Regions from separate parts of the Triticum aestivum genome. Here region 2 is linked to region 1. A link is a contact called in public Hi-C data. All regions are on one chromosome and are shown on one strand. The core of a region is the stretch at or near the end of the contact, and the rest is flanking DNA. Distances in the headings are between cores, read along the strand shown. Region 1 holds the start of LOC123068952 (glutamine--tRNA ligase). Region 2 holds the start of LOC123068954 (acyl transferase 9).

The links. A called contact is a pair of places that touch in the nucleus more often than the background predicts.
Region 2: a Hi-C map of leaf shows a contact between it and region 1, with 3 times the contacts expected there. The contact joins the promoter of LOC123068954 here to the promoter of LOC123068952 in region 1. A contact is called at or near these places in 2 of 5 Hi-C or Micro-C datasets (both in leaf).

The regions. Positions count from the first base shown.
Region 1 is chr3B:126,467,455-126,470,154 of IWGSC CS RefSeq v2.1, forward strand. LOC123068952 (glutamine--tRNA ligase) reads right to left here and starts at 1,448. Exons shown (of 22, transcript XM_044491659.1): 1 at 1,294-1,448; 2 at 1,075-1,122; 3 at 915-986; 4 at 654-753; 5 at 329-424; 6 at 172-233; 7 at 1-83. The coding sequence starts at 1,434.
Region 2 is chr3B:126,611,899-126,614,598 of IWGSC CS RefSeq v2.1, forward strand. It overlaps LOC123068954 (acyl transferase 9), which reads left to right and starts at 1,409. Exons shown (of 2, transcript XM_044491660.1): 1 at 1,409-1,905. The coding sequence starts at 1,474.

The DNA of each region.
Region 1 (2,700 bases), core at 198-2,697:
TCCTTCTTCTTTTTCACTGGTTTTACATTGTCAGCTTCCGTCTTTGGACCTAGTATCTCAGCAAGCTTCTTCTCAATCTCCTCCTGTAAGAGCAAAAAAAATAAGTGGTTCAAGATAAAGGCGAGGCAATACAACCAGACACACAAGTATTTAATCAGGATCATTTTGCACCTTTGTTGCCTTAGCATCGCCCCAGGGGTGCCGCTTCCTGACCTGTCCGCATAGGCCACCAACTGGGAGAAGGAAATGCAGGATCAAGGACCAGTTCTCTTCCCTCTAGTAATAAATCAGAAAATTCAGTAATATAAAAGTGAACTGGAAGCCAAACCATTTATGTGATACCGCTGCTCTAATATAGCTTCCATGTTTTCCTTTAGAACCTCAGCAACAGTTGACTGAATCTCTTCAATAGAAACAACCACACCTGCAGTCACAGATTGTGTTACAATAAATTGGAAGGATTGGACAAGAAAAGGTGCCCCTTCCATGTCCGATCGCAGAAAATGTGCACCAATTCAATATTCTTTTATCGTCCAAACAACCACATTCTAAAATCACGCTGGTAGAAATTTTTAGTGTACAGTCAGTGAATGTGCAGGCATGATTTATAATTTGCAGAAGCATAAAACTATATTCTGATTACGAAAACATACCTACACCACAGGCTTCTTCAAACTTCCCAATATCCAAAGATTCAGGACCAGTGTTGGTAAGAAACGACAGAGCAGCATCTAGCTGTGCAGGGTTCTTGATCTGAAGTGACATAGCAAAAAATACTTCAGATCCACGGCATAGGGAGAAACAAGCACTGAAACAGAACTAATTCTTCGCTTGAGCTCCCGGAAAAGAGCAGATAATGCAAACTGTGTGTTGAAACTGGATTGAAACATGAATAGGCCGGCAGACATATATACCTTCGTCGAAACGATGTAGTTAATGAGAGCGGGACGATGGACAAGTGCATTATTTGGGTATTTCGTGGCAACCTGTTTCATTCACGAACAAGTGCGCCCTCATAAGTCACACGCATAAGAATTCTCAAATTCAGCTGGGGAAATTGGTGCAGCTGCTTACTGCGTACAGAAGATTCCCAACGGACTTGTCGCATCCAGTTATACCAGCCTGTTCATACGCAGATCTATGGTTAAAAGGGGCAAAACATGGTAGGGGTTCCCAGAGATAGGTGGCGCCGATTTGGTCAGAGTAAGCCGACGCAACTTGCATCGGACGAGCAGAAATCAAACCCTAGCCGCGGGGACTACTACACGGGTAACGAGAGGAGGTGCTGCTTACCTCGGCTACGACGGCGGCTAGGTTGGCGGTGACCTTGCTATTGACCAGCGCGTTCTCGGCCGTGCGCTGGTCGAGGCCGAGCGCCAGCAGCGTCTCCAGCTGCAGCAGGGCCGGGGCCGGGGCCTTCTCGCCGTCGACCATCTCCGCCGCCGGCGCCTCCCGCTCCGGCTCCGGGGTCGAGTGTCCGTACGCGTGCGCGCGCCGCAGCTGGGGTTCAGGCGTCTCCGGACAGGGAAGGCCTGGGAGCGAGAGAGATGTGGGGATTGGGGAAAAGTGTGCGTGGCGTTGGGGGTTTCTGACGCAAGCCCACACATAAACCCTCCGGCCCACGCGCGTGGGTTGTGTGAGGCGATGTGCGTGGCCCGTGGCTTCGGAATGCGACTTGGGTGCCACGGAACTTGTTCTCTGTCGATTGGATATTGGATACAGCCAGACTGGTTCGCGAGCATCGTTTGTTTTAAGACGTGTCACGGCTATCACTTTCCCACGGCCGGATAAACACCTCGAACGTCAGCATCATGTGCGTGAATCTTATGTCCAAAAACAACATTTGCTTCCCAACTCAGAAAAAACATTTGCTTTTAGCAAGATTACTTCCTTCATCCGGATATGTAAGTCATATTAGGTCCAATTTACAGACCAGGATAGAGGTAGTAGGGTGCTATGAACGAAATATAGGCAAGTTTGACAAATAAGTAGGGCCCGAATTTGTATTGGGAGGAGAGGGGGGGGGGGGCGTTTAAGAAAGCAGTTTTCAAAGCATCGACATTTTTTAGAAAAAAAAATATAGACACACATATTCTTACCACCCCATTCCTTTAGAGCTTTACATATTTAGGGCCAGTATGAGTATACACTACTTACTAGGTTAGTGGTTATAGAAAAAGGTTGGGTGCACTTATTGCGCTATTAGTATATCTTCGTCCAGAAAATATTTCACCCATTCTTTAGAAGAATATTTTGACAATATTTCAACATTTTTGTGCACAACTGGTGGTTTTTACAACAGTATCTTTGTTCGAGTGCCCATTTTTATGGAGCTTGAGAAGAGCTCCTATATGGCGCCTTTTACGTCAAATAGGGACCCGACGCATATAGGAGGCCACGACTGGGCCAGCCCAGTGGCGTCCCGTGGATTGCTTTTCTTGGGCTTCTTCTCATTCTTCTTTGCGGCTCGGGTCATGTAGAGCTCGCTTTTTTTCCTTTTAATTTTGTGAAAGAACGCTAAATTTTATTTTGAAAGATTAAGAACATTTTTTTACATTTCGCCAATATTTTTTAATTCGAATTTTAGAAATTGTACGAGTTTGTTTGAGATAAGAATAATTTTAGAAATTTCGTACATCATTGAATTTTACAAACATTTTTTAATATGTTATGAATTTGTCATGAATTTTTGAATACGTT
Region 2 (2,700 bases), core at 159-2,658, 140 kb after region 1:
ACGACCACCTGGAGTTTCAATAAGGCATCACTCCAAAGCAACCATGGTGCTTTTTTACTCGTCGAGCCGAGATAGAAGGACGGAGGCTTGACAAGAGACGACTACTTGCGAGCCCCAATAAGGCATCACTCCAAAGCAACCACGGTGCTTGTTACTCGTCGAGCCAAGATAGAAGGACAGAGGGTTGACAAGAGGCGACTACTTGGAGCCCTAATAAGGCATCACTCCAAATCAACCATGGTGCTTTTTACTCGTCGAATCGAGGTAGAAGGGAGGATGATTGGCCAGAGACGACTACTTGCGAGCCCCAATAAGGCATCACTCCAAAGCAACCATGGTGCTTTTTACTCGTCGAGTCGAGGTAGAAGGGGGGATGATTGGCCAGAGACGACTACTTGCGAGCCCCAATCAGGCATCACTCCAAAGAAACCATGGTGCTTGTTACTCGTCGAGTCGAGATAAAAGGATGGAGGGTTGACAAGAGACGACTACTTGGAGCCCCAATAAGGCATCACTCCAAAGCAACCATGGTGCTTTTTACTCCTTGAGCCGAGATAGAAGGGGGGGATGGTTGGCCAGAGAAGACTACTTGCGCCCCAAAAAATCACCCTTAAAGCAACTAGGGTGCTTCTTACCCATTGAGCACCGAGGTGGGAGAGGTAGTGTTGACCAAAGACAACTATCGACGACGACAAGAATCGTTGTCGTAGTCGGCGGTGGTCATCGCAGGGCAACTCCTTGTACCTTCTTCTCCTTCCCCTTTCATGACATACATTTTTTTCCATTCATTTTTCTTGCTTAGTGTCGACAATCATACTAACGTTTTCTCATTGACCACATACACATATTCCTAGATTCTTGCTACGACGAGCCCACATGATCGTTGGATTTGATGTTGGTAAGCTCGTGGTGGTCGGATCCTGACAACGGCGAGTCAAGTCTGCCAGATCGACATGTGGGCGTCAAAAGAAGGGGGGGGGGGGTCTATCCGCATGTCGGTGGACGGTGGCGGCGAGACGTAGCCTTCGGGAGCACTAGTTAGTTTCCATGCGCGATTCAGGGGAGGACCAAGGAGATCGTCACTTCCAAGTGCGAGCTTGGAATTGAGGAGAACACAAACTAGATTAGGAGATCCGGGAGCTGCTAGAGACGTTTTCTTCGCTTTCTTCACTGCTGGGGAGCAAGTAAGAACGGCCGCCTTGCACGTGTGTTTGAACGGCTATCGAAACCCGTACGTCAAACACCCCATCGGACAGCCGATCTCGGCCGTTGAAAGCGCCCACGGTACACTGCCAAATAGTCCAGCGCTCTTCCACGACCCCACACCCACCACCCTCGCCGGGCCCCACACACCATCGAGCCACTGCCGAGCACCAAGCCAAACTCCATTTAAGGAACCAGCTCAAGCTTCAGAGCCTTGTTCTGAAAAACTCCACACACCTCACAGAAGCCCAGAGCAGAGCGAGAGCGGCCATGGCGTCGTCGAGCTTCAAGGTGACGCGGATCTCGGAGGGCGCGGTGAAGCCGGCGTCGGAGACCCCCGACCACACGCTGCCGCTGGCGTGGGTGGACCGGTACCCGACCCACCGTGGCCTGGTGGAGTCGATGCACATCTTCCGGTCCGGCGCCGACGCGGCCCCCGCCGTGATCCGCGAGGCGCTGGGCAAGGCGCTGGCCTTCTTCTACCCGCTGGCCGGGCGCATCGTGGAGCAGCCGGAGAAGGGGTGCCCCGCCATCCGCTGCACCGCCGACGGCGTCTACTTCGCGGAGGCCGTGGCGGAGTGCAGCCTGGAGGACGTGCGGTTCCTGGAGCGCCCCCTGCTGCTCCCCAAGGAGGACCTCGTCCCCTACCCCGCCGACGATCTCTGGGGCGTCGAACCCCACAACACCATCATGATGATGCAGGTATATACTAGTGCTCCCACCTCAGCGTCTCAACCAACCACGCCGCCGGCGGCCGGTCGGCCGGCCGCCGTGATTCTTAAGCTAAATCAGTCGCCCACGCATCGTTGATCTGGTCGCTTGAGTAGAGAGAGCTAGATCCGCGCGCGCGCGGGTAGATCTGGGGAGCAGAGGCGATAAGTCAAAAGCAAGCTAGCCGGCTGATGGATGGATGGCGTCGTCGTGGGAAGCTTCTCCCATTTTTCCCCTTCGACGCGTCGTGGGGAGGTAGTGGAGACGATTGGTTGACGGTGTCGGTCGAGGAGGCTGTCACGTGGGCCCTACCAGCGTCACCCCATCATCGGTCTTCCTAAAGGCGATTACGACCTCGCATGGAGTAATTAACGGCTACCCGGAGAGTTGACGTGGCCGGAATTACCCGGAGTGGTGAAGCAGAGAGCTCGTGATGCGTGTCTGTGAGTGTGAAGTGTGAACCATACTGCCATGATTCGCAACGGCAGGCTTGCCTCTTTCGTCCTCAGGACAGGGTTAGCTGAGCGGTTGCTGTGACGGGCCATCGACTAGGTTGACCGGTCCCGTCGCGGGCACGTACTAGTAGCTGCCTGGAACCGATAAGAATGCCGGCCGCCGGAGAGCTCGCGAAATCCCGGCGTTCTCTTGCGTTTCAGGGGAGGCGGCCGAGCGCGGCCACGGGGTGCTCCCTCGAGGCGCCACTGCGTCACTGCACTTTTGTTCTGTCGCGGCGTGCGTACGCGTAATGCCGCCGCTGCCTCCGACGGACGTGTGACCAAGCACGAC